Regions from separate parts of the Mus musculus genome. Here all the other regions are linked to region 5. A link is a contact called in public HiChIP or PLAC-seq, Micro-C and promoter capture Hi-C data. All regions are on one chromosome and are shown on one strand. Each heading gives the region's core, a stretch centred on a gene start, on an enhancer-like site or on the middle of the called end of the contact. The rest is flanking DNA. Distances are from core to core; before and after follow the strand shown. Region 1 holds the start of Cplx3 (complexin 3). Region 2 holds the start of Loxl1 (lysyl oxidase-like 1). Region 3 holds the start of Cox5a (cytochrome c oxidase subunit 5A). Region 4 holds the start of Ulk3 (unc-51-like kinase 3). Region 5 holds the start of Sema7a (sema domain, immunoglobulin domain (Ig), and GPI membrane anchor, (semaphorin) 7A). Region 6 holds the start of Scamp2 (secretory carrier membrane protein 2). Region 7 overlaps Loxl1 (lysyl oxidase-like 1).

What was found. Promoter capture Hi-C pulls out the DNA fragments that hold promoters and counts their contacts. Hi-C and Micro-C count contacts between places; a contact is called where the count stands out from the background. HiChIP or PLAC-seq counts read pairs in DNA pulled down with a chosen protein or histone mark. Capture Hi-C pulls out chosen DNA fragments and counts their contacts.
Region 1: a contact with region 5 is called in a promoter capture Hi-C map of embryonic stem cells, with 2.8 times the contacts expected there. The contact joins the promoter of Cplx3 here to the promoter of Sema7a in region 5. A contact is called at or near these places in 4 of 39 promoter capture datasets (the C10 cell line, embryonic stem cells, liver and 1 more), 1 of 115 datasets of contacts at active chromatin or transcription factors (pancreatic cancer cells) and 1 of 9 other capture datasets (liver).
Region 2: an HNF4G HiChIP or PLAC-seq map of pancreatic cancer cells shows a contact between it and region 5. The contact joins the promoter of Loxl1 here to the promoter of Sema7a in region 5. A contact is called at or near these places in 2 of 39 promoter capture datasets (hippocampal neurons and liver) and 2 of 115 datasets of contacts at active chromatin or transcription factors (double positive thymocytes and pancreatic cancer cells).
Region 3: a FOXA1 HiChIP or PLAC-seq map of pancreatic cancer cells shows a contact between it and region 5. The contact joins the promoter of Cox5a here to the promoter of Sema7a in region 5. A contact is called at or near these places in 3 of 39 promoter capture datasets (the C10 cell line and pre-B cells) and 3 of 115 datasets of contacts at active chromatin or transcription factors (the SCID.adh cell line, extraembryonic endoderm stem cells and pancreatic cancer cells).
Region 4: a contact with region 5 is called in a Micro-C map of embryonic stem cells, with 3 times the contacts expected there. The contact joins the promoter of Ulk3 here to the promoter of Sema7a in region 5. A contact is called at or near these places in 1 of 39 promoter capture datasets (the 3T3-L1 cell line), 1 of 484 Hi-C or Micro-C datasets (embryonic stem cells) and 2 of 115 datasets of contacts at active chromatin or transcription factors (the 230-238 cell line and pro-B cells).
Region 6: a promoter capture Hi-C map of pancreatic islet shows a contact between it and region 5. The contact joins the promoter of Scamp2 here to the promoter of Sema7a in region 5. A contact is called at or near these places in 1 of 39 promoter capture datasets (the C10 cell line), 2 of 115 datasets of contacts at active chromatin or transcription factors (embryonic stem cells and pancreatic cancer cells) and 2 of 9 other capture datasets (liver and pancreatic islet).
Region 7: a contact with region 5 is called in a Micro-C map of embryonic stem cells, with 2.1 times the contacts expected there. The contact joins the enhancer-like site here to the promoter of Sema7a in region 5. A contact is called at or near these places in 4 of 39 promoter capture datasets (hippocampal neurons, liver and pre-B cells), 1 of 484 Hi-C or Micro-C datasets (embryonic stem cells) and 1 of 115 datasets of contacts at active chromatin or transcription factors (pancreatic cancer cells).

Annotation. Positions count from the first base shown.
Region 1 is chr9:57,604,842-57,608,376 of GRCm38.p6, reverse strand. It overlaps Cplx3 (complexin 3), which reads left to right and starts at 2,096. Exons shown (of 3, transcript NM_146223.3): 1 at 2,096-2,396. The coding sequence starts at 2,233. Lman1l (lectin, mannose-binding 1 like) reads left to right here. Exons shown (of 13, transcript NM_199222.3): 12 at 44-171; 13 at 1,097-1,344. The coding sequence ends at 1,229. Gm32392 (a long non-coding RNA gene) reads right to left here and starts at 1,946. Exons shown (of 3, transcript XR_003948333.1): 1 at 1,667-1,946.
Region 2 is chr9:58,311,888-58,315,747 of GRCm38.p6, reverse strand. Loxl1 (lysyl oxidase-like 1) reads left to right here and starts at 2,536. Exons shown (of 7, transcript NM_010729.3): 1 at 2,536-3,860. The coding sequence starts at 2,862.
Region 3 is chr9:57,518,567-57,522,536 of GRCm38.p6, reverse strand. It overlaps Cox5a (cytochrome c oxidase subunit 5A), which reads right to left and starts at 1,305. Exons shown (of 5, transcript NM_007747.2): 1 at 1,122-1,305. The coding sequence starts at 1,209.
Region 4 is chr9:57,587,194-57,590,883 of GRCm38.p6, reverse strand. It overlaps Ulk3 (unc-51-like kinase 3), which reads right to left and starts at 1,432. Exons shown (of 16, transcript NM_027895.1): 1 at 1,198-1,432; 2 at 420-560; 3 at 103-223. The coding sequence starts at 1,299. Scamp2 (secretory carrier membrane protein 2) reads right to left here. Exons shown (of 9, transcript NM_022813.3): 8 at 3,684-3,690; 9 at 2,086-3,462. The coding sequence ends at 3,328.
Region 5 is chr9:57,937,821-57,941,632 of GRCm38.p6, reverse strand. It overlaps Sema7a (sema domain, immunoglobulin domain (Ig), and GPI membrane anchor, (semaphorin) 7A), which reads right to left and starts at 1,521. Exons shown (of 14, transcript NM_011352.3): 1 at 1,305-1,521. The coding sequence starts at 1,482.
Region 6 is chr9:57,558,718-57,562,208 of GRCm38.p6, reverse strand. It overlaps Scamp2 (secretory carrier membrane protein 2), which reads right to left and starts at 1,265. Exons shown (of 9, transcript NM_022813.3): 1 at 1,099-1,265. The coding sequence starts at 1,155.
Region 7 is chr9:58,295,011-58,298,949 of GRCm38.p6, reverse strand. Loxl1 (lysyl oxidase-like 1) reads left to right here. Exons shown (of 7, transcript NM_010729.3): 2 at 1,221-1,329. Among named protein-coding and RNA genes, the nearest start is that of Loxl1, 16 kb to the left of the region's middle. Within about 2 kb of position 2,664, at least 73 of the 459 cell types and tissues checked have an H3K27ac peak or open chromatin away from gene starts, as enhancers often do. A contact at or near this core is called in embryonic stem cells and pancreatic cancer cells, where this site is marked.

The DNA.
Region 1 (3,535 bases), core at 847-3,346, 330 kb after region 5:
CCTGGGTTAGAAGCTGAGGCAGGGTCTCATACTTCCCTTTCAGAAGAAGACAGCCAAGGCCCCTCGCCCATCTGGCTGGCTTCTAGGATCCTCCACATGTCTGCACACCAGCATCTTCCTGTTCTTCCTCCTACTCCAGACTGTAGGCTTCTTCTGCTACGTGAACTTCAGGTGGGCCCTCCCACGGGCAGGACTCCCATTCTACCTGTATCAAGTGGTTCTGTTGAACTTGAACATCTACAACTGTCGAACTTGAAAGTGGGGACTCTGAGGCTCAGACGGGCGCTACCCACTTCACTAGAGGGCTGGGAGCGGAACGTAGACCAGGGACACAGCATTTGCAAAGCACAGATACCTTCTCAAGCCCCAGTCCCATCTGGTCCTGCCCCACAGAGCTCACTCTAGAGTGAGCATCTGAAAACTGATAGTCAGACCTTATGTCGCCAGTGCTATGACTGGAAGCTTGGAGACTTGGGGAAAAAGCAATTCATTCATCTTTAGGGTTGGGTTGGGGGAGTGGATGGGGAATCAAGGAACTGACCTGGAAAAGATATTTGATTTGGATCATTAAAGTGACTAAGAGTTTTTCAGCCTGACAAGATAGGCAAGAGGCACTGATGCAGAGGAAACAGCATCAGAAAAAGCATGGAGGCATTAAACAAAACAAAACAAAACAACATCTTTAGGGGGGAAAAAGACAGTCATTGAGTACTGTTTAAGTAAAGGGCAGGGCCAATTTGCAAGATTGGGCAAGGAATCTCGATGCTCTGGATTAGAAATAAATGTCTCTAATCTCAACTCTTGGAAGGCTGAGGTAGAGGGATGCCGAAATCTGGACCAACCTGGGCTGGCTACACAATGAGATCTTGTCAAAAACAAAAACCAAAGAAGAAAACCTATACCTAGAAGTGCAACTCTGGCACTAAACCACCCAGGTAGACTTCAAATGCCGGGGTGAAATGGGGACTTCATGGGACATCAAGGGAGACACAGAAGGTCCCAGAATGTGGCAGCCTGTCATACACTGAGTCTTGTGAGACAAGTGTGAATACTTGGTCTCAGAAGGGAGACTCAAGTAACCTTTTCTCTCTCACAGCAGGCAGGAGCTGGACAAGAGGCTTCAGGAGTACCTGTCCACAGGAAGCCTTTCTCTAGAGCCTGCATTACCCATCACCAGGACGATAGGGGTTCTGAGGAGACAGCCCATCTCCCCCAGCATGCAAGCCTGACCCAGCTCAAAGCCATGTCTTACTGGGGAAAAAAAATGGGGGATAGAGGATTTAGCCAGTGCCCACATCTCAGTTTTTGGCAAGTCCATCATATTAAAGGTGATTTTCCTCTTGCTGTTTTGATAGCCTCATTTATCTCCCAGCCTCACATAGCCTCTGATAGCTTCTACCTTCTCTGTGTGGGCATCAGGAAAGCAAACAGGCAAGCAGGCAAGGAGGCCAAGAGCCAGATACCCCCACACCCTTTCCCTCTGAACTACTGAAGCAAAGGGAGATAACTGTGCAAAATTCTGTCCCTAAACTCACCAAGGACAAGGACAAGTCCCTGTGTTTCCTTCTGGCTCATCTTTTCAGTGCCCTCAAACAATACTCCCCTTCCCTGAGGCTCTAGGGACAGCAGGGCAGACACGTGACAAAGGAACTGAGCACAAACTCACCGAACCATATAACTGGGATTCCTGCTTGCGCTTCTGAGGTCTCCCCCACTTCCTGGCCTTGAGCACTTTGAGGTAGATGCTAGGGTCAGTAGAGTGGAGGTGGGGGGAGGAGGAGGATGGAATGGTACATAAGGGTGGGGGTGTTTGCCCCTTGCTGCTACCGGGCACTCCAAGATGAAGTCCTGGTTCTCGATGACCCAGGAGAAGAGGTCATTGGAGGGTAGGAAGCAGGAACCAAGGCACACTTCAGCGCAGCCCCTTCTCCCAGGGCAGGGACCCCGCCACCACAAGCCCTAATCAGCTGTCAGCAGTAGCCAGCAGTGCTTTGCTGGCGCTAAAGAAGGCACGTGGGAAAGGCGGGAGTGAGGAGCAGGCACGTGGTTCAGGCTTCTCAGCCCCGTGCATGCCCCCCCGCACCCTCCCCCCTCTGTGAGGAGGGTTTTGGGAAGGTAGGGACCAGTGCTCAAAGCGTGGGGCGCGAGCTCGCAACCGGAGCTGTCCCCGGGACTTAGTGCTGAAGTAGGCGCTGACGAACCAGGCGCCTGGTGCGGTGGTCAGAAAAGACCATGGCGTTCATGGTGAAGTCCATGGTGGGTGGCCAACTGAAGAACCTCACAGGGAGCCTGGGGGGCGGCGAGGACAAGGGGGACGGAGACAAGTCTGCAGCCGAAGCACAGGGCATGAGCCGAGAAGAGTACGAGGAGTATCAGAAGCAACTGGTGGAGGAGAAGTAAGTGGAATTTCTTCTTCGCTCATGTGACCCTCACTCAAATACCCTCACGCTGCTACACCCACCTCTCAGAGATCCCCTCTACTTCTCCTAAATATAGTAAGAGAGCAAGAGGTGCTCTCTGAGCTGATTTTATAGCCATCCCGTTTCAAATCCAGGACCCTGTTCCAGCTTCATCCTCTGGCTTAGAGGGGGTTGGGGAAAGGGTGAAGAGTGTGGCAGGGGTAGGGGTGCGGTGGGGGAGGGTGCACGTGCATCTCTGATGAAATAGGTAATCCCTTAATCCGATCTGGTCTTAACCGCATGTATTCCAACTGGGGCTCCTCTGAGCCTGAGGCTGTAAGAAAAGTACTTTTCATCTGGCAGGGCTCAGCGTCATGGGGACAGATCCACGATGGGGGTATTCAGAGATACTGAGCCTACTCTATGCAAGAGTTCTAGGGCAGAGTGGAGATAGAGAGAGCGACGGTCTGAACATTGCGGGGAGGTTGCTTGGTTCTGATCCTCACTTTGCTTATTAGCTGAGTAACTTTAGAAAAGTCATTTAACATTTCTGTGATTTCCTTTCTCCTTCTGGAAAATTGGAAGTGGTAATCACAATACGTGCTCTATACGTCTGTGAGGACTGAATGACTTAATGCATGTTAACCCTTTAGTATAGCGCCTGGCACGTGGCAAATCTTCATGACATGTCAGCTATTGTCACTCAACTTAGTACCGGTTGTTTTATGAGTTGCAAGTTTTCTCACTTTACAGAAGTGGAAGGAATGTGGCATACCAAAAATAGCAGGTTAGGATCAAGTCCAGACTGTCCCACACACACCCCTGCACACATAACCCCACCGCCCCTTCCACACAGCCTGTCAGAGAAGCAAAGAGAGACTTGAGTCAGAGATTGCGAAGGATCTTCAGAGAGAGACTCAGACAGAACAAGACTCCCTCCCACTCAGCTCTCTCTATTGGCAGGAGTGGAGAACACAGAGGATGGACACGGTGGTGGGTTGTGGCAAAAGCTAAGCCTGCTAGTCTGAGGGGATTAACTAGGCACAGGCCAGCTAGGGGTTTGGAAGGTCCATACTGCCTCCTTCCAGACCATATTAGCCCCTCCTCTGCAGGCCCCACACCTTCTCTCAACCCCT
Region 2 (3,860 bases), core at 1,287-3,786, 370 kb before region 5:
ACCTGCCCTGCCCAAAATAAAATGAGTGGATCCCCAAGGCTCCATGGTTAGCCAGCTTAGCCTAACTGACATGTGCCATGCCAGGGAGAGACTCTGTCCTTAAGAAAGATGGACAGTAACCTTCCCTGAGCAAGGAAAGATGAGGACAGATTAAAAACAAGAAAGGGACAGAGACAATGGGGTGCGGGCTACCCTCCAGAGATGAACCCCCCCTTCTCCCACGACGCAAAAGGAAGAAAACAATGGCCATATGTCTGGCGCTGCTGTGCTAGATAGTTTTCATAATCCCTCACTTCTTCCACTCACTGCCACAAGAAAGGTTTTATCTGCCCCCCTTCCCCAGGTCAGAGGCAAAAACCTCAAGGTTACAAGAGAGCTCACAGCCTCTAACAGTGGCCAGTTAGGCCAAGCCCCTGGCTCAAGTCATCCAGGGGACCCCAGCCGTGCTGTCTGGCAGGCCCCTGGTCCTGGCCCAAGGAGTCTGTGTAGAGGCCCAAGCTCTGTTCAGAGCAGTTTATTCAAACACAGTCTAACAGGAAACTTGGCTCTTCTGACTCACTCTGATTCGACCTTATTAAGAAAAAAGAAAAAAGAAGCAGGGCCAACTCCAGCTAGGGTTTCATGCCAAGTGCTGGCTCCCAGCAGAGCGCTGAAAACCATGGCCTGTGCCCTGATCTCCCCACCCCAAGACCCTGAGGCAGCAGTGGTGCTTGATCCCTGTCCCCCTACCCCATCCTGCCAGCCAGAGGGGCTCCTGTTAACCCCCTTCCCACCTCAAACCCATCCCATATCCTCCCTCAATTCTTCCTTCCTTCCCCTCCAAGCCCAAGGTACCCTAAGGCCTGTTTCCACTTCTCCTCTGCTGCCCATCTGGCTAGCTGGAAAGACCTACGGGACCCCAGGGATTCTAAGCAGCTGAGGCCAACACTGGGGGGGGGGGGGAGCAGGAGGGAGGGAAGGCTTAACCCTCCAGGTCCCAGGCTTCAATTGAACCAAGACTTGCTAGTCTTCAGCCTAATCAGTCACTATTGTAGGAATCCAGACATTACACTGGATCTACGATATCACGGGCAAGAGTGCTATTGCAAGCCCCCAATTTTCTGGCTAGATTAAGATATCTAGTGTCAGCCAGGTGTGGTGGCGCATGCCTTTAATCCTAGCACTTGGGAGGCAGAGGCAGGTGGATTTCTGAGTTCAAGGCCAGCCTGGTCTACAAAGTGAGTTCCAGGACAGCCAGGGCTACAGAGAAACCCTGTCTCGGGGGGGGGGGGGGGGAAGATATCCAGTGTCCCAAGACACATATGTGAAGTATCAGTCCTGAAACCCACAGTTTGGTGGGTTGATAGATGCTTCCTGGTAAGGATGGAGGGCAGAGGGGTCCTGGTTCCCAAAGAGCATCATTCTGGCTGTTTCCTCCTTAAACGGGGCCCAGGAGTTTACAAAACAGAGTCATCCAGCATTGAGGACAGATCCTTCCTGTCTTGTTTATAAGTCTCAGGGGGTAATCTTTGCCCTCCAGCTCCCAAGGCCAAACAGAAGACAGCCTAGGGGAAGCCTGGAGAACAGCATTTAGAGGGTAACCTCTTAGGTACCAAGTAAAAGTTAAAATTTACCTTTCTTCTTAGCCCTGACATCCCCGGAGGGAACAGAGAATCGGCCAGAACAGATGGAGTTCTGTGGAATAATCCCCCAGTGATCAATGTGTCCACTAACTCAGAGTTGGGAAGGAGCATGCGATTCCCAGGCCACGGCTCTCCCAAGGCCTCCCTCTCTCTGCTTTATGTTAAAGGTTCCCCTTGCCTCACAATGGCATATCTCATATCCAAGGCTGCCACCGGCTGGGTTCTTCTTATTCATGTTTAGACTCCGATTATTTCTGGCTATCAACTCAGGAAGCACAGGGCAGAAGCCACTGGAGGGGGTGGGGGGTACGTGATGTCAGCATCTGCCCTGAGCTCCCAAGTCCCCTTCAGCAGAGAGACATACCTATCCTAGTTCCCAAGCCTGTAGACTGAGACCTGGTAGAAGAGCTGAAGGTTCAGTGTCTTTGTACTCAGGACCAAACGCCCAATGTCTTCAGGATGCAGAATTACAGGGTGGCCCCAGCCAGAGGTGGGCATCTCCCCAGGGAGTCTCACCAACCAGGATGTCTCTTAGCACTAGCTTTGGAGAAGGGAGAAGGCACCCCAAGAACCCTAGGAAGAGGTGAAGTCAACGAAGAAAGTGGAATTAAAAAAAAAAAAAACCTGTGTCCAGGACTGAGTGGAACCAGCAGGGTAGTGCCCACATCTTAATCCTGCTATGTTTGCCAGAAACCCCACTTACCAGGCCTGAGTCCCCAGGGGCCCCCTCCTCCGCCCTACCTCATTCCCTTCCTCCCAGGCAGGTCTGTGGCTTGGCTGGAAGCTACAGGACTAAGGGAGCACTGATCTGTGGGACAGGCCACATAGCTAAAACCCGGCGGGCCGTAGGGCCCCGCGGAGGAGGCCCCAGCAGGCGGACCAGGTTTCTGAAACCTCCAGACACTTTCAGCCTGTTGCTTATTCATTCAGAGTGGGAAAGCGCCAGCCTAGCGAGCAGCCAGCCAGTGTGGGGCTGGCCATGTAAGGGCCCCAGGAGGTCCTGCCCGTCCCGTGCCCTACGGAAAGCCTCGTGCAGCCCTGGGCACCGCCCCTGCCCTGCCCTGACCCCTTGGCCTCGAAATGCTGTCATCGGAGGAGCCGTCCCGCTCGGGACAAGGCCAGGATGGACAAAGCTAGAGCTTGGGCAGGCGAAGAGCCATCCTGTCCTCGAGGCCGTGGGAAGAGAAGCACGCACCGAGGCCCACTCTCTGCCCACCCGGCCTCTGCAGAAGGGCCACTATGGCTCTGGCCGGAGCCGGCAGCCAGCTGAGGACCCTGGTGTGGAGTGCCTGCCTGTGCGTCCTGGTGCACGGGCAGCAAGCGCAGCCAGGACAGGGCTCGGACCCAGGACGCTGGCGGCAGCTGATCCAGTGGGAGAACAACGGGCAGGTGTACAGCTTGCTCAACTCGGGCTCTGAGTACGTGCCCGCGGGGCCCCAACGAGGGGAGACTAGCTCCAGGGTTCTACTGGCAGGCGCGCCCCAAACGTCGCAGCGGCGCAGTCAGGGGGGACCCCGGCGTCGGCAGGCGCCGTCCCTGCCCCTGCCCGGACGCGTGGGTTCGGACACTGTGCGCGGCCAAACGCGGCACCCGTTCGGCTTCGGCCAGGTGCCCGACAACTGGAGAGAGGTGGCCGTCGGGGACAGTACCGGCATGGCTCGGGCCCGCACCTCCGTCTCCCAGCAACGGCACGGGGGCTCCGCCTCCTCCTCGGTTTCGGCCTCGGCCTTCGCCACCACCTATCGCCAGCCATCCTCCTACCCGCAGCAGTTCCCCTATCCGCAGGCGCCCTTCGTAAACCAGTATGAGAACTACGATCCCGCGTCACGGACCTACGAACAGGGCTACGTGTACTACCGTGGTGCGGGCGGCGGCATGGGCGCGGGGGCAGCGGCTGTAGCCTCGGCTGGGGTCATCTATCCCTTCCAGCCCCGGGCGCGTTACGAGGACTACGGAGGTGGAGGAGGCGAGGAGCAGCCCGAGTACCCGGCCCAGGGCTTTTACCCAGCCCCAGAGAGGCCCTATGTGCCCCAGCCCCAACCCCAGCCCCAGCCCCAGCCGCAGCCTCAGCCCCAACCTTCCGACGGCCTTGACCGTCGTTACTCGCACAGCCTGTACAATGAAGGCACCCCGGGATTCGAGCAGGCCTACCCTGATCCCAGCACCGACGTGTCGCAGGCCCCCGCGGGGGCCGGTGGCACCTACGGTGGCGCTGGCGATCCTCGCCTCGGCTGGTAC
Region 3 (3,970 bases), core at 56-2,555, 420 kb after region 5:
CTTAGGAGGCAAGAGGAATGCAATAAGTTCCTCGATAGCCCTTTTAGTACCATTCTGAGTTCTAGTCTAGTCTGGGCTATAGAGGCCCTGTTTCTAAAATAAAATACTCCTATTTATTTTAGGCCGATGCCGGCCTGGTTTACAAAGAGTTCCAGGACAGCCAGGCTACACAGCTGACACATACCACAACCAAACAAAACCAAAAGTAAGATAGATGTACCGTGCTAAGTGGAGAGGGTCTGAGAACACACCAAGTGGCAGAGCAATTATCTAGCAATGCAGGGCCCTTGGTTCCCCCTCAGCAATGGGGGTGGACAGTGATGGGACACAAAATCTCCTGATCACACAGAAGGGGAAACAAGCAACCAAACATAATACTTCATAAGTCAGCACTGAAGCTTCTCATTTTAAACGGGTGGAGGGGAATCCACGAAGCTTTCCCATGTTTGTACACCCAGTATTCCTCAGTATTTGGTACCCAATCTTGTAAACGTTATCATTCTTTCCATTAATATTTGTCAATGTTCAGGCTCTCTTACAAGCCGCAAGAAACCACACTTTAAATTATCTATTTGAAACGCAGGGCTAAAATGTGGCTCAACAGTCCTCAAACGTGGCCGTACCCAGTTATGAAGGTGACACAAAAATGCCAGCAGAGAATTGCCTGATCAGGGCTAAAAGGGTATTGTGTCCCACTGGGGAATCAAATTGTGTTCTAGGAAACGCAGAGGCGGGCGGCGCGCCCGGAGGCTCAATGTCACCTTCGCCAAGATGCCGCAGGCCGGCGGGGGCCACTCCCGGTCAGGTGGCTGCGGGGTCAGCGCAGGGAACGGTCACGGCCCAGAGACTGAAAGGAAGTGCTGAGCTCGTCCTCGGCGACCCCGGCAAGTCCACACACCTGACTGGCCGCGGGTTCGGCATCAGGAAGTGGCGGGGAGGGAGGCCCGGAGGAGTCTCCTACACGACTCCAGACGGCCGCGGACGCACTGCGGTCACCGGGCTCCAATGCCGGCTCGCAGGGCAAAGGCTAGGCCGCCAGGGAGCCTGCCCTCGAGTGGCGGCGGGAGCCCAGGTCACAGCAAGGACACGCGAGCGAGGGCTGTGGCGGGCGCGGACCTTACCGGCGGCGGGGCTGGGAGCCGAGGCGGGGTGCAGGAGGCCTCGGGCAGCCGCGGCTGCGGTACAGCGACGGAGGGCAGCGGCGAGCATGACGGCGACCACAGCGCACTGGCTGAGGCTGACGAGAAGCCGGTGTGAGCTCGCGGGCGGTACAGCAGTTCGCGGGGGCCGGACTCACGCAGCGACGCACGCTGGGCGGAGCATAAGGCCGGCCCACTGCGGAGCTCGCGCCTACGGAAGCGGGTGGGGCGCCATGCGGTCGCCGGCGGCTACGGCGGCCGTGGAGGACAAACCACGTCGGCGCCGCGCCAAAGCTGGTCCGATGACCCGGGTGACCGTAGTGAACATTCCTGCGTGGGAGGAAAGGCAGGGTGAGCAATGGACAATGTGGATTTGGAATCGCCAACAGAGGAGACTATCACAATTTGGAATTGTAGCGATAATAACGGCAAACTATAATAAGAATAACCGCTTTGCCCCCGCGCGTTGGTGTATGCTATAATTCTAGCCCTCTACAGGCTAAGTATTAGGAATTTCAGGCTCTCTTATGCAACCTGAGTCTCAGAAAAAAAAAAAATCATACTGGGAGTAGTGACTCAAGACAATAATCAACATTTTGGAGGCAGGGGGAAAGGGGATTCAAGGACAGCCTGGGTCACATGATCCTCCCCCACCCACTAAAGCCCAATTATTTACTTTTACCCATTAGGAAACCGACTCAAAAATTACGTTGTTTAGGGTCTAGGAAGATAGACGGTTTAGTGGATAAAGTGCTTTCTGTGGCTCAGTAGTTAATAGTTTATTAACTTTCTGCGCTCTCAGAGGACTCACGTTTACTTCACATCAGGTGGCTCCCAACTGTCTGTAACTCCCGCTCCAAGGGAATCTGACACCCTCTTCTGGACATCACAAGTACCCACATTGTGCTGTGCTATATACTCACACACATACATGTAAATAAACTTTACAAATGAAATGAAGGCACGGATGAATAAGTAAACGAAAAATGAAAAAAATGTACCTTGATTAAACGAGTATGAATCCATGAATTGGCTTTCCTAATCTTGACTTCTCTGAGCCAATTATGGGACATATGTTAGTTATCTTAATTTTATTTTTGGTTATAAGGTGTGGTAGTTATTGAATAAGAATGGCTCCCATAGTCTCATATATTTGAATGCTTGGTCATCAGAGAGTGGCACTATTTGAGAGGGATTAGAAGGTGTGGCCTTGTTGGAAGAAGTGTGTCATTGGGGGTGGGCTTTGGGGTTTCAAAAGCCCATGCAAGGTTCAGAGTCTCTCTCTTCCTGCTACCTTCAAATGTAGAACTCTCAGCTACTTCTCCAGTACCATTCCTGCCGTGCTTTCTGCCTGGATGATAATGGACACTGATCTCTAAAACTGTAAGCCAGCCCCAGTTAAATGCTTACTTTTATAAGAGTTGCTGTGGTCTCTTCACAGCAATAGAACACTAAGGTTTCATAGTAGCCCTGCCAGGCCTTGAACTCACAGAGGCCTGTCTGCTTCTGCCTCCTGAATGCTGGGATTAAAGGAGCTGGCTCACCAGCTCTTAGTTACTTTTTAAATTGATACAACAAAATATGTGACAGAAACAATTTAAGGAAGAAAGTGGGTTTGTTGTTGCTTGTTTGTTTTTTACAAAAGGGCCAGGCTATGCCAGTGCCTGGCAGATACAGAAGTGGATGCTCATAGTCATCTATTGGATGGAATACAGGGTCCCTAATGAAGGAGCTTGAGAAAGTACCCAAGGAGCTAAAGGGGTCTGCAACCCTATATGTGGAACAACAATATGAACTAACCAGTACCCTCAGAGCTATGTCTCTAGCTGCATATGTAGCAGAAGATGGCCTTGTCGGCCATCAATGGGAGGAGAGGCCCTTGGTCTTGCGAAGATCATATGCCCCAGTACAGGGGAACGCCAGGGCCAAGAAGAGGGAGTAGGTGGGTTGGGGAGCAGGGCGGGGGGAGGGTATAGGGGACTTTGGGGATAGCATTTAAAATGTAAATGAAGAAAATATCTAATAATAATTTTTTTAAAAGGCCAGGGATGTAGCTCAGGGGCGGAGTGCTTGTTTAGAATGATTTAACTCACAAGTAACACTTGCCTTTTTAAAGATACAGACTCAGTTGATGTTTATTATAGCCATGGGTGTAATCATCACAACTTTCTAGTTCCAGAACTTTCAGTCCAAGAATGGTTATCCCCACCCCCACCCATTGAAGGAACTTCTGACTGCCTTTCTGCTACTATAGCTTTATAAAGTTTTTTTATTTTGCTGGGCTTGAGGGTGGACAGTGCACACCTTTAATCCTAGCACTTGGGAGGCAGAGGCAGGCAGATCTCTGAGTCTGAGAGAGTTCCAGGACAGCCGTGGCTACACAGAGAAAACCTGTCTTGAAAAACTATACCAAACCAAAAGCCCCAAAACCCAAACAAAACAAGAAATGATTTGATGTGTAGGAGTGTTTTGTCTGTCTTATACATATGTACCACATGCACACCCAACATGTCAAAAGAGGGCATCAGATCCCCAGGACTGGGGAAGCAGATGGTTGCGATCTGATGCCAGGTGGGCGCTGGGAACAGAACTCTGGTCCATTTCAAGAGCAGCTAAGTCATCTCTCCGGCCCTTTGATTGCTTGTATGTTTCCTTTTATCCCTCCCCGAGTCTTGGGGAAGCATGTCGACTCTAAGCTGTACCTTCAGCTCTGTACACTTATTTTTACTGAGACAGGGTCTCACTACATTGTCCAAGCTGGCCTTGAACTTACTCTGTAGCCCTGTCAGACTTTTCACCTGCCTCTCACCTTCCCAAGTAAGATGGGATTC
Region 4 (3,690 bases), core at 183-2,682, 350 kb after region 5:
GGAAGCCTGAATTCCCTACAGATGCTAGGGACACAACATGGCAGACTGCAAAGCATTGGGATAGGGGAGAAGAAGCCACGGGGTGTGTCACAAGCTTTTTACCCAACTGCTGCATGAAAACACGGGCCACCTTCTCAGGCAGGATCCTGCGGGTATGAATGAAGCGAGACAGGTCACCCCCTGCACAGAACTCCATGATGAGGTAGATATTGTCATTGTCCCACTGTGGTTGCAAGTAAAGAGAGAGAGCGTGAGTTCCAGGACAGCCAGGGCTATACAGAGAAACCCTGTCTTGAACCCCCCCCAAAAAAAGGGAGCGAGAGAGAGAGAGAGAGAGAGAGAGAGAGAGAGAGAGAGACAGCTTTAGGCGCTGTCCCTTCTCCAGCCGCCTTTGGAGGCACCCCTTCCTGGGCTCAGACCTGGAAGTCTTTCAGCTGCACGATATGGGGGTGCCGAATGCCCTTGAGGATCTCAATCTCAGTCAGGAGGTTTTCCACTGACGCCTTGTTGAGACTCTTCTTGGCCACGCATTTTATGGCTACCACTTCCCGAGTATCCTTCTGTGGTACAGAAAATTTGGGGTGTCTGTTTTGAAGGGGCCGACCCCATGGGCTGGAGTGGGCTCTGAGTCTGCAAACTTTCCCCTGTTTGGAGTCTGTCCACTCTCCATGGACCTCCAAGTTTCCCAGCTTCCACGTCTCAAATCAACGAGGCATCCGGATTCGGGAATCCCACCCCAGCAAGTGTTCTCCAACGCCGTGCTTCTAACCCACCGCATCACTTTCTAGAGGGGGGGCGGGGAGGGTTAGGGGGCGGGGGATGTCACTATTTAAAGAGCTATCCACTCTGCATTCTAACTGGTGCTGCCTCCTGGGAGTCTGACCCCAGACTCCTCCCAGCCCCTAAGGCAACTTCCGTGCAGAGCCGGTTCTTCAGCCACTGACACAGAGATTCCCTTAGGTCATCGCCCGCACCTCCAGACCAAACTGGCGTGGCTGTTTTTAAAACCTAAAAGGGGCGGTTAGCTCCAGCCTCCTCTACCAGCTTGGGCAGCCACTGTGGCCTTACTGCTCTCAAGGCGGTCGCCTTTCCTGCTCAGCTTGGCCCGTGACCCAGCCGGGCTTGCAGGGAGTTGGCTGGCACGGGAGTCGGGTGCCCGGCGCCGGGACACCTCCGGCACGACCCGCCCACACCCACCTTGGCGTAGGCCTTGTACACCGTGGCGTACGTGCCACTGCCCAGGCGCTCGGTAAGGATGAAACCGTCCAGCCGAGGGAGACCCCAGCTGGGCCCAGCCATCCCGCGCCCGCCGCCAGGTGCTTCCTGGTTCGGGGTGCAGGTTCCGGCCAGCAGAGAAGCTGGGGGCGCTCGAGGGGCGGCGAGGCGGGACTCCGCAGGGCCCCGGCGCTGCCCGCCGGAAGCGCGGCTCGACACCTCCCCTCCGAGGCTCCTCCCCGCCGGCAGCGGGCTGGGTGACACCCTCTGCCAAGGATTGCCAGGCAGGTTTCAGACACTGAGGCTTTAGTGGGTGTAGAGTTGTGTCGAGGACTGCGGACACGATCACATGGGAATGGCATCCTAGAGACCACCTACGTAGGGGGCGGGAGGAAGAGCCTGGCTCACTCCCTGCCCTTCAAGACCAGAAGCAGTGGATATGAAAATCCCAGGGCCCCACAGGGTGACGAGGGAGAACGGACTCCAGCAAGTTCTTCTCTGATCATCACACGTGCTCTGGCCCTTATTCATTCGTTTATTTGGTTTTGGAAGACAAGGTTTCTCTGAGTAGCCCTGGCTCTCCTGGAACTTACTTTGTAGAGCAGTCTGGCCTCGGAGTGCTGGGACTAACGGTATGTGCCACTATGCTTGGCGAAAAACAATTTAAATGCCTTTGGAAGAGACCAAGTTGCCATTGCCAGGGTCCTCGATTCTGCCTTTCAACTCTTTCCCTAGAGTTGAGTGGTCTGTCGTCCAGCACAGCTCAGCCACCAACAACCTTAACTGTCACCTCACCTATCTTAGTAGGCCCTTAGTCTGTACTTCAGTAGGCTATAGCCCTCCCAAGTCCACCATTGACATCAGGGCCAGTGCTGTCCGAAAATCTTTTTATTTAAGCACAAAAATTGAGACATGACATATACATCTGTACATGGAGGAAAATAATACCAGGAAGTTTACAAAACCCCGGTGGCTGACATTACCACTTGGTGGCTCTAGGGCTGACAGCATGAGGGTAGTCTCAGGAGGGCCCCAGTTCCCAGGGGCAGGAGACTGGCCAGCTTGGTGAGCTCTCGCAGTACTGACAAAACACAGGGTCCAGGTTTCCACAGCGGCTTCTTAGGTGCCACTGCAGTGACACACCCGTGGAGCCCCCAGGACAAGTAGAAAGGGACCTAGACTCCATTGTGGGAAGAACCCTCAGAAAGAAGGCTCGGCAGTCCTGCCTGCAGGACATAGTTCAGGACTGATTTCTTCCAAAAGACCCTAAGCGTTTTAAGAGGTGAGTATTGCTGAAGATAGGCAGGGGCCAAGCTAAGGCAGAGGGGCAGAGTCCCTTGGGAGGAGAGAAGCCAAAACAAGCAGACATCTACCCTCTCACAAGACTGGTAGAGGCTGGGCAGGACTTGACTTACTTGTCTTCGTCCCCTCCTCATCCCCCAAGTCTCAACCAACCCCACTTACTGTACATTCAGAAGTCTGAAGAGAGGCTAGGGAGGGCCCCCAGAGGGCACAAGGTGCTATCACACATGAGTCGTAGCAGGCACAGGGTCATGACTCGGTTGTGAAGAACACCAGGAGCTCACCGGAAGAGGACTTGGGAGACTTCTGTGCTCCCACCCAGAACACAGCTCACCTAGAGTAGAGCCACTGGGGGACTTAGGAAGCCCAAGCATGAAAGGCAAGGTTGTGGAGACCCAATACACATGGAGCCTGTAGAGGGAGGGAGTGAAGTACAGGGTGCCTGTGGAAAATCCCCAGTACAGTGAGCCCAGGTTGGCCCATGATCCCAAGCACATGAGTCCATTTGTTTTCAGGGAAAACAGTCCCATTGCTTCCAGACAAAATCAGACCAAGCCACCATTAGAAAAGGAAAGACAGCTTTGTTATTTTTTCTTTTCCCATGTGTTTTTTTTTTTTTTAAAGTCCTTGTCCCTTCCTCTCCTTCCCTCTTGTAGAGGAGAAAGCTGACTACTGAGGGAGGAGCAGGGACAAGACAAATCCCTGCCAGGTCTGTGCTGGTGTAGTCACTGCATAAGGCACCCGAGGAAAGTGCAGCTCAGAAGACAGTTGACAGAGAGGCCAGGGCTCAGGGAAGGAGAGTCGGGAAGCCTAATTCCCCTGAAAGGCTCCTCGGGCAGCAGATGAGGCAGCCCCGCGAAAGGTTCTGCTGCTGAAGATACCCTGGGAGAACTCTTCCTGGGCCTGCTGGAAGCTGGCTCCTGTTCGGCGGTAGAAGGCGTGTACCTAGGGAAGGAGGCTGGGGTGAGAAGAGCCCAGAGCAAACCTAGCCATCAGGGTATGGTGGCAGCCACTGGAGGGGTCAACCCTGCCTGGCTGCTTACCCATAGCCTTGGATGAGGTGCTGGGCCCCTGAGAGCTTCAGGAGCAAGGCATATTTAGATTTGTGCCTGCCCAGGAGAGATGGGCATTTTACTGGGGTTCGCTGTTGGCTCTGTCCTACTTACCCGCTGC
Region 5 (3,812 bases), core at 272-2,771:
GAACCATCTAAATCCTTCTCCTCTCCCTAACCTGGCCCAGGACAGATCCAGAGTCAGATCAGAGACCCCTCCGGCACAGTGAGTGCCCACACTGCCCAGTGACCTTGGGCAAGTCACATTCTCTCAGCTGCTGCGGCAGTTCGGGCCACTCATTTTATGTGGGTTTCCCCCCCTCTGCTAAGAATACCTGCCCCAGATAATGCTCAGACTTCCGCAATCCCTGCAAACTGCCAAGGCATCAAAGGGACAGTAGGGACAGACAGGACAAGTACCCCCAGCCCCCGGTGTGAGTCCCCCATCACCACTAGGGGAGGGGCTGCAGAGATGCCAAATTTGGGTACAGAGCTGAGTTTGTCTGGGGGCGGGGAGGCATTTGTGTGCAATGCAGGGAGGGAGCTCAGTCCCTAGTGGCAGAAAGCCTCCAACCCCAACCTAGCCAGCTTTCTGTCCCACCGTCCGTGGTTCTGAACTGCGATGCCCGAAGGAAAGACTCCAGTCCCTCAGGTTCTCATATTCACTACAGTCCTAAGGATGCACACTCCTCCCCAGATACGCCGCTTGGGGGTCCCAATGGCCTCGCCCCACCCAATGGGCACTGTCCCCCCTCCCCGTGCTAGTGCCGATTTCTGGTGACAACTGCCACGTGCGGGCAAGGGGGGAGCGGCTGGTCCTAGCATTACGGAGACAGCGCCCAGGTGCTCGGAGCCCCTGCACCGCACCTTGTCCCGGTTCGCCGCAGGGTGCCCACCCCCTTGCCTGGCCCGCGCTCCGGGCCGGGGCGGGGGCGGGGGCAGGCGGCGGGGTCTTTGTTCCCGCAGCCCGAGCGCAGCGGCGGCGGCAATGGGTCCGCGCCCCCTTCACCAGCCGAGCCCGAGCCCCGCGTGCCAGCAGAGCTCGCAGCTTGCAAGGAGGAGGTCGGGGTGATGAAGCTGGCCAGGGGAAAGAAGGGTTCTGTATAGTAGACCCCGTGGCGGAAAGCCAAAGAGCCTCGGTGAGACAGGGGCCCGCAGCCTCCCCCCGCGCTCGGGCGCTGCGGCTCCGGCTCAGAGCTGCCGTTGGACTTGGAGCGCCACTTAGCTGGGCCCGGGCCCCAGCCACTCGCTCGCACGCTGCAGCGCTCCAGCCCGCTCCGGCGTGACAGTACGCACACTCACAAACACTCACCCGGACCCACACGCTCCCTTCGGGGCCAGCCTGAGACCCGCAGAGCTGCGCACACGCACTCTCTCCGGGTGCCGCACACTCTGCACCCGCCCCGCAAGGCGTCCGATCCCGCGCCCCGCCGGCCGCGCGGCGCCGCCTACCTTTCCAGACGGCGGAGATGCGGGGTCCGCTCCTCGAGTGGCCTTGGGCGGAGGCGGCGGCCACCCAGAACACCAGCAGAAGCCGCAGCCGCAGCGGGAGCCCGAACCGAGCCGGCAGGCTGAGGACGCGGGCGCGCGGTGCGCTGGGGGCGGCACGTCCGGGAGGAGGAGGCGTCATCCCGCAGCCCCGGAGCGACAGCGGCAAGCAGCCGAGACTGAGACAGCGCCCGGCCGCAGGCAGAACCTAGCGCCAGGAGGCGGAGTCAAGCGCCTGACCCCACCCCGCCCCTCCCCCCCGCCCCTCGCAGCCTTTTCTAGCTTTGCCGGTGGCCCCTTGCTTGTGCGGTGACCGCTGCCAGGAAAACCTTCGCTACCCGCACGCGGGCAACTCCACCGGGAGAACCCAGCTGCAAAGAAGACAGACTTGTGATCTGTCATGAGGGGCAGATCCCATCCCTCCTCTGGGCTTCAGTTCCACTTCCCTCGCCCCAGTGGAAAGAAAGGCCTAGGAAATCCGTAAGGATCTCTCAGCGCATGGATGAGTCTAACACCGGACAACCCCCCTTGCTGTCAGCTAAGTGGTTTGTAGTCAGAGAACCATTCTCATAGAATGGGCTTGCGGGAGTGGGACGCAGCTCTCTGCTGATCCTATCAGCCGGAGCAGGATGCTTTCCTCTGTGGAGGAGAGAGGGGAGGTCTAAGATGTGTGGGGTGCCCACAACGCCCCACGATTGCTCTGCCTGAGAGAACACTGGGAATTTTTCATCTTGGCCTGGCTCCCTCCTCTCCCTCTCCTTTCTCCTCCCTTCCCCAGCCAGCAGCCTTCTGGGCTGCCTCCCCCCAGCCAGCTGGTGTATGCTCAGAAAATCCAAACTCATTTCCATGTGCACTGAGGGGGATATAATTAGGAAGGCCCCTTCCCCAAGAAAAAAGTGAGGGGCACAAGACTCATAATCAGAGAGGGAAGGTCAGACCAATCGAAGGGAATCTTTCTCTGCCTAAGGCTCAGCTACATACCAAGGGCAACCTGGTGACGCGGTGGTAGTTCCATCAGAGGGTCCAGGCCCCTCTGCAGTCACCTGAACAACCCAGGAAACTCTGTCATTGGCTTATGTTTTCAGAGCCACTTTGTCTGCTCTTCGTAAAAGGGTCTCCCATGTTCCTTGGGCCAGAGATGGACAGATTCCCTACCTCTGCTTGTACCCAAAGAAGCTATGACTGGGAAATCCATCCAGGTCAGCTTGTCCCAATCTATTGCTTACTGTATATGTAGTCTAAGATGTACTGCACCAAGAAGAGACAGGGCAAGGAAGAGGGAACAGAAGTAAACAAAGACTTGACCTTCAAAACCCACAGACCCAGACATACTGAGCATGCTGTAGACACAGGCAGACCCTGGGCAGGATGCCCTGACCTCAGAGCCAGCCTCTTCACTGCTCCACGGGCAGGGAGGTTTTGATACAGCGAATCTTAGCTCTGCCAATTGTACAGTCTGCTTCTAGTTGTTTTCTCCATTCCTAAAAGCCCCAAAGTACCCTAGCCACTAAGGTGAATTCCTCCAGATCTCTCTGTGGGGAGGGGTCTAGAGACACTACAGGGCTGTGCACGGAGTCACTAGCTTCATGATGCCTAAGATCACAACCCCAGAAAGAAAAGCCTATTGACAGCCCAAGAACTCCTTCCCAGGCCTGCACTGAATCCTGTGGCCCTAAAGTTGGCAAACTGACCAGGCCAAAGTAGCTTCTAAGAATGATACTTGCTTTCTAGCCCAGTGACTCATATTCTGGGCAGTTATGCCCTCCAGTATCTTCATTTCTATAAATGATTGGGGCAAGTTAAGAAACCACCCATCCCTGCCTTTAAGAACCAAGCATTCAAGTGCATCTGAAATGAAAACATTACCCATGTGCACAGTAACTCATAAAATGCAACCCACTTCCGCCTACATCATTCCTCTCAGACCTACATTTTTTTCCTCTGATAAGGAAACATAGCTCCAACTTAGGGACAACTCTGAGGCATCCAGGACAACAGGGGTCCGTCTGAGATCAATTGGAAATGAATGAATGGAGACAGAAAGCCAACTTTTCTGACTTTAATAACAATTGCCAATAGTGTGGTTACTATTACATGCTATAAACATTCCACTGCCTCATTTTTAATGCCGACTTCATGATCCTAGGAGTTAGGTGCTATAGTTCCTCTCTCTATAAGCAGGGGAATTAAGGCATAGAAAGGTGATACAATCTACCTAAACTCACTCGGGTGGACAGAGACAGTGGCAGAGCTGGGACTTTAACTTAGGTGGTCTCTCTAGGGCCAACACCTTTGCTTCCATCAGTGTAATGTGCCTTTGCGTGCTGCCGCTGGTACTTGACTGCAGTCTGGGTCCAAACAATCCTCAGAAGGACCCAGACAGGGCTAGGTTACCACGTGCTGAGCAGAAGGGCAGGCCAGGGGCCAGACTCAGCCTCCTAAGCAATAGGGAACAGATGGAAACTAGGGGTA
Region 6 (3,491 bases), core at 16-2,515, 380 kb after region 5:
AAAGAGAAGATGGTCATACTCTACTCCCTGAGTGTATAACCATCTAGTTCAAGGCGCCTTTGCTTTGCTCCCACCCTTGGAAGGACCCACCCTGGAAAAGCTCAGTGGACTTCTCCAACACCTTCAGGAAATGCTGAAGCTGTAGAGGACCAAAATAAAGCACCAGCAAGACGAATTCAAGAGCTTGGTGACATACTAACACCGGAGGAACAGCTGCGCTCATAAATCCCCAGTCATCACAAGCATGCGTCCCTCAAACTGGTTTCGGGCAGACATGAAAGGAGAAGTAGAACGCGCCTTGGCACTAAAAGGAGTTCCAGTTCTTCAACATAGACAACTGGGCATCTCTGCGTTCTCCACGCGAAGGTTTTGGCTTAGGTCCGAAGACTGTTGTATTCTTTCAAAGTTCCAAAGGTCAGGCCGGTAACCACCCATGCAGATTTGTCAGACCCGTGTACCTTGGGCTCCAAGCTCCTTCACCTCCCTCTCCTCAAAGTGTGTGGCCCAAACTCAATCCAAACAAAGTGCTTGGCCAATAAGTAATTTTCTGGCTTGGCCTCTCTTCCTACCCTCTCTCAGCCTTCTTGATAAACACTAGGGACTCTCCTGTACTTTAGATGCTTGCTTCGCTACTGCTGTTGCTGTTAGGTGTTGGGTTATCTCCACATTTCTCCACCCCAACAGACTTCTACTTCCTCATTATGTTTCAATGAGCCTTTCTCCTAGGATGACTCAATACAGGTAGATCCCCCAAGACTGTAGAAATGGCACAGCAACATTTTGCTTCCCTTTCTGACTCTAAGACACCTCCCCAGGATAAGCGCGTGCTTGGCCCTTTTCTCCAGCAGAGGCCGGTCGGATGGGCTACAACCCGGGGTGCTCTAAGTGCCCACTTCTTTACAGCGCCCCGCCCCCTTGCCGCAGTTCCACCTGTTGCAAAGTCCCGCCTCCATACAAACTATGATAGGCCAGCCTTCAGATACCGCTCTCCCATTGGACAGGTGATCCGTCCCTCCTACGCCACGTCCCCGGCTCTGGCGAAAGAGGCCCAGGCCGCAGCCCTTTTCCCTAAAGAAATCTGAGAATTGGGGGTTCTACCTGGAAGGGGTTTACGTCCACTGGGTCCGCGAAGGGGTTAGTGTCGAAGGCCGACATGGTGATCGAGGGCCAGCGGGTGATCTCCGCGAGCGCTACTGCCTTTGGTCACTCAGACCCAGCGGCACACAGTGTAAACCCTCCACTTCCGGGAGCAAGGCAGCCGTTCTGGCGCAGGCGTAGCGCCCTCTGTGGGGGCGTGGCCCTGGACGTCACAAAGGTCCGTTCCGCCCCTGCCCAGCCTATTAGAAAGCGAAGGTTATTCATTCTGTCTCCATCCACTTTCTTTTTATCTCCAGAGATGCTGAGGATAGAATCCAGGGTCTCACGAATAATAGACATAGGTGTAGCCTTGAGCTACATACCCAAACCTTCTATCCACTTAGTCCTCCGGTGCAGAATCTCTTCTGATGTCTTCCTTCCTATGTGTATTTATTTTGAGCTTCCAAATAAAGGACTGGCAGGAAAGGATCATGCATTCATTCCTAGAGGGCAAAATTGAGGCGTTCGAGCAAGTCCCGGACCAAAAGGACAGGGGAGACATGTCAAACAGGAGTTATCTGAACAACTGTGCTCCAGGATAAAGCTGGAAGACCTTGCATCAACCCCTGCCCTAGATAAGCAGGATTTCTTTTAGGCTCCACCCTCCTGTGATTTCATAGATATCCTAGAGGTGGTAGTTAATTCACTCACAAACTCACAAACTTATTTATCCATGTCTTTCGGGCCGCTGTGAAATCTAGCTTGAATCGTTTCTTACCCTGGAATAGAACAGCGCTACTGATTGGTCTATTCTTGTGTTGCAACCAGATGGGTTTTTTGATTTTTGTGGTTTTGGTTTGTTTGTTTTGTTTTTATTTGGGGGGTTGTTTGTTTGTTTTGTTTTGTTTGCTTTTGGTTGTTTGGTTATTGTTTTTCCAGGGTTTTTGGCAGGTTGGTTTGCTTTTCTTGGTTTTGTTGCCTTTTTATTGTTTGTAGGTTTGAGGAATCTCTCATCCTAGAGTCTGATTGATACTCTTCTCACCAGCTAAGAAAAAAAAAATTCCAGCATAATTACCATTTACTGTTAAAGGCTGTTGACATAAAGTTAATATTCCTTTACTATGTGTATATTTTATGTTAGAGTAAAATGAATCAGGCTTAAAGCTTGAATGTTCATGTCCTTTTCCAAGATATTTCCTAAGAATCTCAAACAAAACTATTTACAATGAAGACATCATCTTTCTACATCCTGGGGAGTTTATCAACAGTAATCTGACAGGTCCACTTCAGAACTACCCAGTGATCTCGTTTAAGCTTTTTTTTTTTTTTTTTTTTTTTTTAATAGTCATGGTGGTAGTAGTAGTCATTCTTGTAGTGGTAGTAGTGATGCTGTGTGCACATGAGGGGTGGATGGGAGCGCATGTGTTAGGGGCTAATGTGGAGTTGGTTCTCTCCTCCCACATTTATGTGATTTTCAGGGACTGAACTCAGGTCACCAGGCACAGCAGCAAGCACCCTCACCCCTAAACCATTCTGCTGTGTGAAGTCCACTTGTTTAGTTTGCCCTCAGAGTCTTTTTGAATGTGTAGTCCCCATCTCTTCTCACCCCTTCTTTTGCCTACACTTCTTCATTCTACTCTTTAGTGGCTTTTCAGTTCCTGGAACTTCCCTATTCTCTCTTGTCTCATGGCCTTTGTACATGCTGTCTCTTCTAACTAGTACCAATGTACAATGAGAATAGTAAAGACAAAAAAAAAGCCTTTTTGACATGTAAAAATTGCTTAGCCAGGAATCCCAATACACCCAAAGCAGATATCCACTCAATAACCAGAACCCAGTGCGATATCACCCACTCAAGATAACTAGACGCAGTCCTAGAACTCCATGACACTCAATGGACAGAATGTGAGTGGAGACCAAGAGCCAGACTCTGCTCTCCACATCTGGAGAGAATTCGTCTTCATCTGCCCTGCAGCTGGAGACTCTCCCTCAGGACCCTGACCCTCAAATCAGAGACTTCTGTCAGAGACTGGTTCTGCCCTTCAGCTAAGTAAGATACACCACACAGGTGAGCAGCCTTGGGAAGTAAAACACGTTGCCACTGAACAATTTCCCTTACCCTTCTCCCCATGTATGTTCTAGTTATTCATTTATGCTGGGCTCAGGACCACCAGAAAACATCCTAAAGTTGAGAGAATGAAAAAGGGACTCAAATGCGTGTTGTCCTCTGTCCCTGAGCCCTCCAGATACCGTCCAAGGGCAGAACGCTTAGCTGTCTGTATCCTGAGAGGAGACTGGTCTGTAGAGTGTGGTTCTCTCACTTCCCCATCTACAGTGCCAAGGCTCAGCAGCATGCTGAGTTGGTGAAGAAGCAATGAAACTTGGTAATAACCAATATGGAGACTGCCCCCACA
Region 7 (3,939 bases), core at 1,415-3,914, 360 kb before region 5:
TGAAGTCTAAGATACTAGGAAGAACTTACAGTCTCTTTTAATCATTTGCTGGACAGAATTTCAAGGCTCTAGAGAAGAACTTAAAGCCCCAGGCACTTCCCTGTAAACTAGCTGTGGAGCAAGAATCAACTCCACTACCTGAGCCTTCATCCCATCATCAAGAGCATCCTGTCCTTATTCCATGAGGCTGGTCTGATGCCTGCCTGTGGTTTCTGCTTATTGGTGCTAACGTATCCAGATTTTGTTTGTTTGTTTGTTTGTTTGTTTGTTTGTTTTGTTTTTGTTTTTCAAGACAGGATTTCTCTGTATAGCCCTGGCTATCCTGGAACTCACTTTGTAGACCAGGCTGGCCTCAAACTCAGAAATCCGCCTGCCTCTGCCTCCCAAATGCTGGGATTAAAGGCGTGCGCCGCCGCCACCACCACCTGGCCTGATGTACCCAGATTCTTATTGGTGGAAGAAAAAGGGAACTTTCTGACCCTGGTATAGCCTAGAGAACAAGTGCTCCAAAGGCTGGAACAGTCTTTAAAAGCCTCCTGGGCTCTGCAGGGGTGGGAGCCAGGCCCTCCCTTATGTTGGGCACCAAAGGTTGCCCACAGGGGATAGCTATGGGCTGGTCTGAAGTCTGACAGCCAGAAGTGGCAGCAGGTGCCAAGAAGAACATACTCCGAGCAGCTCAGTTGACACCAGGCTTTGAATTCTGCTGGCTCAGGCAGTGTTTTCTTCCTGCCCACCCCTCCTACCAGTTAACACCCACCTAGCTCTGCCTATGAACATTTTGGGGCCCACCCTGGGCCATAAGCCCAGGCTGTCTTGGTGGTCTTTGAAGACGGCTCGCTATAGAGGTGAGGGGGGGGCGACTTGGCCAGTGTGCAAGCCTGGGGAGCAAGGACAGAGGGAGTGGCTCTGTCAGGAAGTCAGGAAATCCCTTGGTCTCCCTGGTCCTGTTCCTAAGCCTTTACTTGTGGCATGCCATTCCACCCTCCAGACACCTTTTCCCTCCAGCTCCTGGGTCTTGTTCTCATTCCAAATCTTCTAGGCTGTCTCAATGGCTCCCACACCACCAAGCTGTAGAGGCAGTGAATTGCTACTAACCTCCTTGAGCCCAGGACCCTCTGACCAGGAAGAATGGCCAACAGTTTGGTGGAGGAGGTCGTTGGAGCCATCGGTAATCAGCCTGACCTTTTGGTGCTGTGTTCTTCCTCTCCCACTCTCTCCAGGCCTCCCTGACTTAGTCCCGGACCCTAACTACGTGCAGGCATCCACATACGTGCAGAGAGCCCATCTGTACTCCTTGCGATGCGCAGCAGAGGAGAAGTGCCTGGCCAGGTAAGAGGCTTGGGTGAAGCATGGAGCAGAGTGCCTTGGCATAGTCCGTGGGAATCACCCAGAGTCTGGCAAAGTATCTGAGCCTCTCAGAGCCCCGCCCTCCATCTTGCCTGGCTCAAGGAGTGAGGAAAAAGAAAGGGATGGATCACATCAACCTACACATTTTATCTACGAGGCCCTTTGCTACACTGTGACGTCAGTCTTAACACCAGCCCAGGCAGAATGGGCTGCCCTATTAGGAGACTAAGGCATGATGAAAGGAACTAAAGTTGATCCTGTCTGTATTTCCAGTGGTCAGTGTGGGTGTTGGGGAAGTCCTAGTGGGCACAGAACTGTAGGGCGTGGACAGGGACGGGTGTGGTCCTGGCAGCCTGTCTGATCATAGCAGGGAATGGCTGGGCATGGGTGACAAGGGGGCCTCAGCCCTGTACTGTTCTGTTCTGCAGAGAGGAGGAGAGCATTGCCCTGGCCCTGCAGAGCTCAGCTTCTGTGCTCTGGGGGCGCTCTCCCTGTGCTGAAAGACCGGGTTAAAGGGGACATTGATCTGCTACTCTTCTGGGCATCGATGCCCAAAGCATTTTTCCCCCTCTTTAATTGTTCACTTTAAAAACACTTTTTTTAAAATTAATTTTTTAACGTGAGAACTCTCTCAGCTTTTACTCTCTAGGAAACCATTTGGAATGTCAACATTTACTCATTTATAGACCTTTAGCCCCGTGCCCCTCAGAGTAGTTGACCATAAGCTCTTATCTCTCCGTGGTAAGATAAAGGACTTTCATCAGCATGGAACTCAATGGAATGCTTCTTTCCTAACGGCATCTGTTTTTAAGATGAGACTGGTCGGAGGGATGGGTAGAGCAGCTGATTTACACTCTGGTGAAAGTTCCTTAGATCATCACAATTGGGCAAAGTATCCCTATCCCGCCCATGGACAGCCACTCAGTTGACCTGGCCATTCAGGCCTTGTCTTGTGTCCCTTGTCCTGAGGAGGAGAACACACCACTTTGGCTGACATTCTTCCAGTGATAAGGGTACAGTCTCCATGGCGGCCTGCTTGGGTCTGAATCATTTTTGTCAAAGCTAAATTCTCACTACATCTTCTTGGACTATCTTAAGTGCCCAGCCCTGAGCTCCCAACTGGGTGAAGAGAAGGCAGCCTGCCCTGTGCCCTGGGCGACTTCTTCATCAAGCTGGATTGAGTGTCCCCTCATTCCAGGCTCAGATGATGGAACTAAGCAGGCAGAAGGAGGAGACAAAGAGCCAGGATGCACAACTCTGAGGCTAGGGGTGGGGGTGGGGCTGAGTGAGGTCAAAGAAGGAGGGGCCTGCAGGGATGTGGCCTCCTGGAAGGCTGGGATGGGATGACCAAGTCAGAGAAGCCGGCAGAGCTGGGGCCCTGCAGTGGGAGGCTTCTCTGCAATCAGTTCAAGTGTGGGCTGGAGCCCTAGGCCAGGTCCCACACTGCAGACCGAACCCAGAGAAGGGAGGGGATTTGCTTCAAGTCTTGCCATGAGCCTGTGGCCAAGCTAGGCCTAGAAGCTAGATCCGGTCGCTTTCCCACGATGTTCTGAGACGAACAGCAGGGCAGGATTTCACCAAATAGGCAGGGAGGATGTTTTGTTTCAACCCAGACACAGACAGATTCCAAACCTCCCCCAGACAGGGCCAGGGCCTTGCGTCTGAGCCTCCTGCTGGCCAGACATATTCTCGGAGAGAACTAATCCCCACAATGGGCCACCTCTAGCCTCTGGCCTTACAACCCATCCCCAAATGAGGCCAGCCAGGACAGCTGTCAGCGGTCAGCTGCAAAAAGGAGAGCTGGCAGCCAGGCTTCCTGGTGTGTGTGTGTGTGTGTGTGTGTGTGTGTGTGTGTGTGTGTGTATGTCCTTCTCTCAAAAAAGATATTCCTCTTTTCTCTTTCTTCTGGTAATTTAAAGTCACAAGTTTCCAGAAGACAAAGTGCACATTGCTGGTCTTGAAGCCATGCCATCAGGGAGAGGTGGTCTAATCACACCCGCACCAGCCAGGGGACATGTGACATGAGGATGAGCCATTGGTAGTATTTCAAGAGCTCACAGGCAAACAGGTGCTAAGTACAGCAATCATGGCAGACTTCATAAAGGGACTTGACTTGGGCCTAGGAAGCTTAGTGAGCTCTAGAGCTATGGTTATACAAACAGCTTGGGAGGAGTGGGAAAGAGAGACGTCTTATGGGAGAAAAGTCCTTGGAGCTCGCACCCAGTCTGTAGTGGAGCAGGGCACAAGGGACCAGGAACATGAAGACTTAGCCCAAGATGCTCAGACCTGGCTTTCAGTCACACAGACATGGCATACACTTGGGTCACCAGTTAAGGCTCTGTCCAGAAGGAGGAAGAGCTTAGAATCTCCTGGATGTGTCTGTTAGGATCTATTTATATTTGTTTATTTATTTATGTGTGTGCATGTGCATGCACTCGCGGGAACAGGTATGCGTGATATGTATTCATGTACAAGCAAGGGCCAAAGGACAGCCTTTCAGGTCATCTTCCAGGATATCACCCACCTTTTTGAGTCAGGGTCTCTCATTTGTATGGAAGTATTCAGTTATGCTAGGCCACTGGCTAGCAAGCT